3 separate regions of the Zea mays genome follow, and all the other regions are linked to region 3. Evidence: chromatin contacts called from public Hi-C data. All regions are on one chromosome and are shown on one strand. The core of a region is the stretch at or near the end of the contact, and the rest is flanking DNA. Distances in the headings are between cores, read along the strand shown.

Evidence for each region. A called contact is a pair of places that touch in the nucleus more often than the background predicts.
Region 1: a contact with region 3 is called in a Hi-C map of leaf, with 6 times the contacts expected there. The contact joins the promoter of LOC103639157 here to the promoter of LOC100283018 in region 3. A contact is called at or near these places in 2 of 25 Hi-C or Micro-C datasets (endosperm and leaf).
Region 2: a Hi-C map of leaf mesophyll shows a contact between it and region 3, with 2.8 times the contacts expected there. The contact joins the promoter of LOC103640318 here to the promoter of LOC100283018 in region 3. A contact is called at or near these places in 6 of 25 Hi-C or Micro-C datasets (bundle sheath, ear, leaf and 3 more).

Annotation. Positions count from the first base shown.
Region 1 is chr9:136,315,469-136,318,520 of Zm-B73-REFERENCE-NAM-5.0, reverse strand. LOC103639157 (blue-light photoreceptor PHR2) reads left to right here and starts at 1,288. Exons shown (of 4, transcript XM_020544234.3): 1 at 1,288-2,349. The coding sequence starts at 1,420.
Region 2 is chr9:136,469,745-136,472,524 of Zm-B73-REFERENCE-NAM-5.0, reverse strand. LOC103640318 (putative GTP diphosphokinase RSH1, chloroplastic) reads left to right here and starts at 1,388. Exons shown (of 24, transcript XM_020543940.3): 1 at 1,388-1,865; 2 at 1,995-2,197. The coding sequence starts at 1,838.
Region 3 is chr9:136,745,055-136,747,867 of Zm-B73-REFERENCE-NAM-5.0, reverse strand. LOC100283018 (seed maturation protein) reads right to left here and starts at 1,464. Exons shown (of 5, transcript NM_001155920.2): 1 at 1,132-1,464; 2 at 1-123. The coding sequence starts at 1,258.

The sequences.
Region 1 (3,052 bases), core at 39-2,538, 430 kb after region 3:
CCTCTGGCTATTTGAGTCTCAGTTAGGCACGCGGAGCACCAGCGCCAAGATTTCCGGGCTCAACGGCGTGTGGGGTGGTTACCGCTGCCAAGCTCCTCCGGCGCATGCCCTTTATCGTGTCAACTCGAGGAAGAAGACCTCTGTCTGTCTGGGTCTGTCTGAACCTAACTAAGGGGGTGTTTGGTTACACCCCGCTAAAATTTAGCCCATGTCCCATCGAATGTTTGAACCTCCGTTCCGGGTATTAAATGTAGTCGGATTATAAAACTAATTTGTCAGTCGAAGATTAAAAGACGAGACGAATCTAGTTCAGTTGGTTGGGTCTATATTTCATACTCATATTTAAAAGTCAAACGCTTGATGTGACTCAAGCTAAACTTTAGCAGAAGCAACCAAACACCCCCTAAGACTTAAATCGCGAATAAAATTTTAAAAGGCATGCTTAAATTATGGATCGGAATGACACATTATGACAAGTTTAAAGATCGAAAATATATTTTACCTAAAAGTATATATATGGCTAGATTACTGGTGCTAATGATTTAAGCAGTTGATGGTTGAACGGAGACCCGCTTGCGTGCGTCCTAGTCAACCAGTTCTTTTGTAATGTCATGAAATAGACTCTCGCTCTGGTGGCTATGGCGTGGAAAAACGTCCCATAAAGATCTGTGGACGCGCTAAACGGACAGTGCACACCGAATTATGTAGTATATCTGGATCACTTGAGACATTGTTGGAGCATTTTTTTGACTAAACCCTATATTTTTTAGGCTCTGTTAGAGATGCTCTTAACTGTCCGTAGTCTTTATTATATAATGGTTTGGGCGTTTACGTACTTGCATCCATTCATGTGTTGTGTTGGAAGCAGATCCATTCAACGGGTCTATAGAAGATGTTTCGAGGCAACGATCATAATAAGATGGTAGAATAACGTGCTATATATATTTATCCGTGTTTGTATATAGACTACATCGTTTATATAATAGAGATAAGATATTGAATGTGTAATTTATAGGGACAAAATATTGTAGAAGACACGGCTAGACTAAAATCGCACCAAGCCACAACGAATAAGCTAGAGGTTGTTTGAATACACTAAAACTAATAGTTAGTGGATAAAATTAGTTGAAATATACAAACACCGTAGCTATGAACTATTAGCTATCTTGGTAGTTAGTTAATAGTTAATTAGCTATTTTTCACTAAAAAAATTAGTCAGTTAACGATGGTAGTGACAATAGGTTCGATCCCGATTCTGGTAAAACCCCAGACCACCACCTTTCCCACCGCCTTGCTTCCCCTCCGAGGCTCCGACCCACCCGCACCTCTCCGACATCTCACTAGTTAGTCACTCCCCATCCGCTGTTCCGCGCCACCAAATCCCTACCTCCACCCATTCATACGCCCATCCCACCAACCATGGCCACCGCCTCCGACTCTGACGCCGGCGCCCAGCCGCGCGACGACCCCAGCCTTCTCCCGTTCGCCTCCTTCTCGTTCGCGCTCTCCATCCGCGCGCCGGCAACCCCCACACTCGCCTCTGTCCCCTCCACCATCCACCTCCCCACTCAAATCTCTACACTCGCCGTCTGCCTCCACCCCTCCGCCGCGCAGCCCCTTCCCCGCCGTCCCACCCGCCTCAATTCCGCCACCTACTCCGTCATCTCCCCGCTGCCCTCCTCAACGCCGGGCCTCTCCCGCTCCTTCCCCTCGGGCGCACCCGCCGCCTCCGGGCGCCGCCGCACGCTGGTCTGGTTCCGCGCCGACCTCCGCCTCCACGACCACGAGCCGTTCCACGCCGCAGCGGGGGCGTCCTCCTCCCTTCTCCCGGTCTTCGTCTTCGACCCGCGGGACTTCGGCAAGTCCCCCTCGGGGTTCGACCGAACGGGCCCATACCGCGCCAACTTCCTTCTTGACTCAGTCGCTGACCTGCGCCGGAGCCTCCGCGCCCGCGGCGGGGACCTGGTGGTGCGCGTGGGCAGGCCCGAAGTGGTCATCCCCGAGCTCGCGCGGGCAGCGGGCGCGGAGGCCGTGTACGCTCACGGGGAGGTATCACGGGACGAAGTCCGCACCGAGGAGAGGGTGCAAAAGGCTGTGGAGAAGGAGGGTATCAACGTGAAGTACTTCTGGGGTAGCACGCTGTACCACGTGGAAGACCTTCCCTTCCGCCTCGACGACATGCCGTCCAACTATGGCGGCTTCAGGGAGGCCGTAAAGAGGCTGGACGTCAGAAAGGTGCTGGAGGCGCCCGAGGAGGTCAAGTGCGTGCCCATGAAGAATGTGCTCGAGCCCGGCGACATCCCCACGCTTGCTGAGCTCGGTCTCACTGCGCCACCAGCCATGGCACAGGTGAGTCGGCTTCGAGACATAGATCACTTTCTTTTCCTGTAGCATGCTTTTAGATCTTCAGCTAGGTTCAGCATCTTGACATTTAGGCCCGAGTTCACTTTATAGTCTATACGTGGTAAAGGTTTCTGGCATTCAGTACTTCTAAGTAAATTGTACAGGTACAGCTAGAACCTAGAAATGGATGGATGTTGCTAATTATGGCATGCTTTGTTTTCATTTACAATTTGGCTATATATTCCATTTCTTACTTCCTTTAGGCATATCTTTGGGTATGTTGGGTCTTTGACAGGGCATAGTTAAGGCCCAGTTAGCTTCTGATTTCAGCACATCTGTAACTGCAAAATTTGTGCATGAGGAACTAGTGCGGCTGTGAATGGATGCTGCGCTGCTGCAGCAATCTCAGCCCAACAGGCCATTAATAATTCCTCAACGTGAAGAAACGTTACCCATCCGTCAGAGGGCAGAGGCTCAACATGTGGCAATGTTGCCTGGTCGCATACGGCGCACGTGTTTGGCTCGACGTGATACCAGGGGTATCAGCCGTTTCTCACAAAAAAAACTAGTTAAATAAAATCAGATATTAAATTTGTTCCTCTTGTCCTATTACGAAGGTGTGTCAGCGCGGTGTCAATATTGCTTGCTGTCTGTGAATCCTTTTTTGTTCACAGCTATGGTAGTATTGTCCGAGTAGCAAGCAGTTTTG
Region 2 (2,780 bases), core at 139-2,638, 280 kb after region 3:
GGTACTTACAATTCGTATGTCAGACGTGGCCACGTGTTGATGTGCTACCGCATGACAACCAAATGTCGCGGATTGCACCATATAGGCCAGGGATCTTATACATCCAAATTATACGATAAATGTACTATTTTAGTATATATAATTTAGTGCTAATATCTAATTATGTTGTTGAGCATATTTTTAAAAACAAGAATATTTTTTGTATATTTTTTGCATTATTTGCTCCCTACAATGAAAAATGTGAAAAATCATCCGAATTTGTATTTGTATCTAAATTTTATATTCATCATTTGAGAAGATATATAACAATTTTAGGATTTACTTTTTTATGAATCTTAACAAGCTCAATGCTAAACCAAGAATACATAGTAGATTTATATCCTACTTAATCATAATGAAAAAAGAAAACATAAAATTTAACATTTGAATAAGTATCTGGATCTATAGTCTAGACAAGGAGAATCGGACAGGATGGTTCAGCTAAGCCTCCCCATTATTTAGATTACTAAGTTTCTTTATCCTCTTTTCAACGCAATAGCCTTTTCTTTATGTGTTTCATTAGATGACGACAGCCAAAAAATAATCTATGCTAGCACGCGCATGTGATTGCTGCGGTATATGAAATGGCCATGTAATCATGGGAATTTTTTCCTCCTAGCTCAAAAAGTAAGCGGGGAATGGACAAAAAGGATGGAATTGAATAAGACATGCATGCATCTCATCCCCAAAGAAAAAAAAAGATTCTCTCGATCATTACAACTAATATATTAAATAAAAACTAGTCAATTGCTCATACATTGCTATGCTTTCTATATGTTGTATGCTTGATTTTAATAAAAAAAATATATGTTTTGTTGGTTAGATAGATGTGAATGTGGAACTAACAACTAAGGTTTAAATCTCCACTTATATATAATTTTACTTTATTTTTATATAACCGTTAAACTCATAGACGTGTGCATTAAAGTTGATGTTTGGACCGCAAGTTTATAGACTTTTTTCTAAAAGGGGCGACATGTAACCCGAAAAAACTGGTGTTTTATAGTAGTAGAGAAATATATTGTAAAAAAATGGCGATTTAAAACCTGCTTTTAGGTCCCATTTGGATCCTGGCGGATTTAAAAAAATCTGTATTCAAAATCTGATGTATTTATTGGATCCTGTATCTGTATTTAAAATCTGATAATGCTAGTATGTTTGGATGAGATCTAGGATTCCGATATAATTTTTGTCCAGATTTTTAAAATCTAATTTTCTAACCACAGTACCTTACCTTATCTGCGTGACCAAATTTATGAATAAAATTGCATAACGCTCACAAGTAAAGGCATGCGCCGCGGTGCTGCAGAGGCCCTTGACTTGCGGGCTTTCGGCGCAGCTCAGCTGCGATACAAGTGGAGCACGGCAGTAGAATCAAGTGACCAACGCCATCCTGGCCAGGAAACCAGACAAAAATCACAGAAATTGCACGGCGAGACGAAAATACAACGGCGAGCTGCTGCGGAGTCCAGAGACCAGCACAGAGCATCCAGCGAAGACGGCAGGAGGGTCAGGCAGTCACGCACCCGCACCGCACCCCTCCTGTTCCATTTCACCACGGCCGCGGCCTTTGTGTGGCCTCCGTCTCGTGTTATCCCTTCTTCGAGTTCTTCCGCCTCCCCGCCCCTCCCTTCATTCCTTCCTTCCTCCCTCCCCCCTCGGCAAAGCCCGCCCTCTCTCCCGGTCTCGACGCGACTCGCCGCTCCCTGCAGCTGCGCGCTCGATTCGCGTCCACTGGAGACGGCGGCGACCGCACGAGGGCCTCAGCGCCGCCGATGAGATTGCGCCGCCCCGCGCCATGCAGACCCCGCCGCCCACCGTGCCCGGTAACAGATACCGTTCCCTTCGCCGCTGTGGCTTCACAATTCTGCCCCGCTTTATGATTCCTTCCGCTGCCTAGGGTTGTTGATTGCCGCCTCATCAGGGTCTGATGCTTTTGTGGTGCCCGCGTGCAGTAGAGTGCGTGAGCTCGTGCAGGTCCGCCTCGTGGAAGGGGGGTGGAAGGCCCTACGAATGCAGCGTACTCTTGTGCGCGTGGAACGCGCCGCGCGCGCTCACGGGCGCGCTCGCCAGCACCGCGCAGTGCTCCTCGTGCGGCCACGCCGAGGCCGGAAGCAGCTGGAGGAGGCGCGGGCGGTCAAGTCGGAGTAACAACTCGGTGCGTTGCCACTGCTCTCTTGCTGTTTCTGTTATTCAAGCCATAATATCGATATGCTTTTGGTGTTTCGCTTACTTAATCCAGCTGAGTTGAAGTAGCAGTAGTATCATTCTGGTAGCAAACAATGCATTATCACTTATCAGACTTCAAATCAATCCATCTAGCCTCTAGCCTAGGTCATGCAGTATAATAATTTAAAGTGTGTTCTCCGTGCATTTTTATTTCATCGTGCGATTATTTGGTAAGCTGTTTTACCATCCAATTCTATGCATATTTTTTCTTTAAAAATAAGTTATGCATTTATTTGGTTAGCTGGCATGATCAGCTTTGCATTTTCCATTATTAGGTTCTGTTAAATGTATTTGGAGAATAACTCATAGTAATATAGGGTCTGATATGATGTTCTCTTGGTTTTGGTAAGCAGTGTCGATGCTGGTAGAATATATCTTGAGTTAGAAACGTGAACTCCAGTGATTGCATGCAGCTTCATGAAAGCTTAGCTTTATAGCGCAGTTCATTGTCAGTTATTCAATTTTATAGGCAAGAAAAAAGCATTTCTTATTCCTTGTGGTGGTCACTGCTG
Region 3 (2,813 bases), core at 215-2,714:
GTATATCAGAGCAGATAGTTAATAATGATAGTCCAGACTTCTCAAACAACCACCATGCCAGAGTAGCACCAAATATAACACCAAATGTAACACGCGCTCGCCTCCATAAGATGATATCAGCAGCTGAAAACGGCAATTAACATTAGCAGGAACAAGACAGATAGATGTTCAGCTGCACTTTAATAGGGCATAAAAGTAGCACCGTTTATCCATCTCTAAATTACAATTGACCAGCCAGTAAAAGCTTCCCTAGGACATTTCATGTAGGTAGTAGAACCTTAACTCTGCTGGTCGAGAAAAGCCCCAAACCATGGTTCCACACAAAAGATGCATCGTAAAGTGCCATACGCAGCCAGGCACTAGCCAATGCAAGAGGCAACCTGGCATCATAGGCCGGCGCCACATGAGTAGTCGAGAGTCTAGAAACATCCATAGTGACAAGCAAGCGCCACATGAGCAGCCGAGACTCTAGAAACATCCATAATGACAAGCAAGCAATCCTTGCGCAGAGAAAATATGAATTGTCAAACCACTTGAAGCTAAGATGATCAACTAGTTTAGGCGGGGTGATAAAAGAAATTGACTAACATCTGAGATTAAGTACAACAACCATGCACTTTACAGCCCAATTAGACCCAAATTCAAATGCTACCAATTCTTATCTTACATGACTCTTATCTTTGAAATGGGCTCGTTGCAGCAATTATCAGGTCAAATTCCAGCACAAGTATTTCAAGCCCTATTGGGTTCACAGTAATAACTATAATTTCATTTAAAACAGCACGATACTCTCTGGCTACAAGTCCACATCACACAGAACCGTAGCTTCCGTACATGATGTAGTCCAAACTCCAAAGTTTTGAACTACACGGAACACAACATTTGCTTGTAGTAGTTGTAGTTGCACAAATCAAAACCTCGCGAGCCACCGTTTTCCAATCCTGCAGTACTAATCTACTACAGCTGGGACAAGCACGGCACTTATCTGATCGAGAAGGCCAAAACTGCATCGACGTAACGACGTCACTAACCAATCCGCGCTGCTAATCGCACGGACATGACAACAGGGCGCAGAACCTATCGCAATTCGCAAACCGGGGAGCGGAGAGTTCGGGCAGGAGAGCAGCAGACCTTTCCCGCCGCCGGCGATCTGGTGGACGGAGCGCCTGTACCCGCCGGCACCGCCTGAGCTGCAGGGGTCGGCGGAGCCCTCGATCCCGCCGTTGGCGGCGGCCTCCACCCCGCCGGCAGCGTCCATGCGGGAGCCTGGGTCCGCGGGCGGAATCGGATAGAGAGGAGACGACGCGATACGCTCTGGTGATGGAAATAATCCGGGAAGGACGGAAAGGTTAGGGAAGACGAGAAGGGAAGCAGTTCGATTATCCTCCCACGACGCGGCGGCGGTAGGACCGAAGCCGAACGAGGTCAGCACGAGTGCGCCGCCATTCTTTATTCATTCCTCAGTGTTTTCCCGTAAATTAAGCTGGATTGTGATGATTAATTAGGCCGTTGGATGATTAGCGGGTCCGTACTTTCGGCTAGTGTTGAAAACGATGGAAAAGATCGGTAAACACTAAAATTATTTTAGTTTTCATATTTTTTCAGATCGAAACGGTAATTCCGAAAACAGAAACGATATCGGTAATTCAGAAATATCGGAAACGAAAGTTCGGTACGAAAATTACAACGGTTACGATTAGAATCTAAAAATCGATCGGTAAAAACTGTAACTTGTACCCTCAATCAACTTTAAAAGTTCACGCAAGTCATACATTTATATAAAATTAGTAATAATATATAAGATAGAAGGTCACAATAAATATATAAAGTAATAAGTCTTACTATAATAAAATCATTAATATGTATTAAAATAAAGTAGAATCAAGATGTGTATAATGATATGACACTTACATTCTATTTGTACTCTTACTGCTTGTCACAGTCAATATAATTAGTGTTCTCTTGGTCTTTCTTAAGTTCTCGTGCAAATTATGAATATATGTATCAAGAGTAAAAACATGTAAGAAAACATAAATAAGATTTATAAAAGATTCAAACGATTCTAAACTATATACCATTAGATAGATCTTGATTTTAGGAAAATAATAAAATTAGTTTCATATTTTTCTAAGCTAAGATGAATTTATTATGAGTTTATAAAGATCAATTCAGATTTAATATTTTTCTAAAAAATACCGAATTTATCACCGACGGTAAAATACCGAATAAAAACGGTAATTTCCGGAAACGGTCGGAAGAGAATTAAACCATTTTTGTTTCCGATTCCGATTTTTTCTATTGATTCTGTTTCCGTATTTTTGGTAACCGCTTCCGTTTCTGTTTAGACCTAAATTTTGGTAAAACTTCAAAAACGATTCCAAGTATCCGAAAATTACCGTTTCCGTTTCTACCCCTACATTCGGTGGAGCAACGTATTAGTTCCTGAACATCTTGTACCTCTAGTAATATTCTAACAAATCTTCCCTTAACTCTAAATCCATGGAACTGTTTCACAAACACCTCTAGGATGCTAAATTTGAATATCAACCAAGTCTAAGGAACCATTAGACTTGGAACTGGAGCACGACTTCGTATCATCAAAATAACCTCTCTTCTAGAACGCAATATAAATAGCTTCAACATCAACTGTTGAACATTGCAAATAATATAGATTATTCAAACGGTTGCCCATCAAGATAATACAATTGCCACGAGAAACCTTAAAAACACCATCAATAGCAGCAAAATTGAATCCCATTGCTTCTAAAGTCTCAAAGAAATAAGATTTCTCTTCAATTTTGGAACAAAACAGA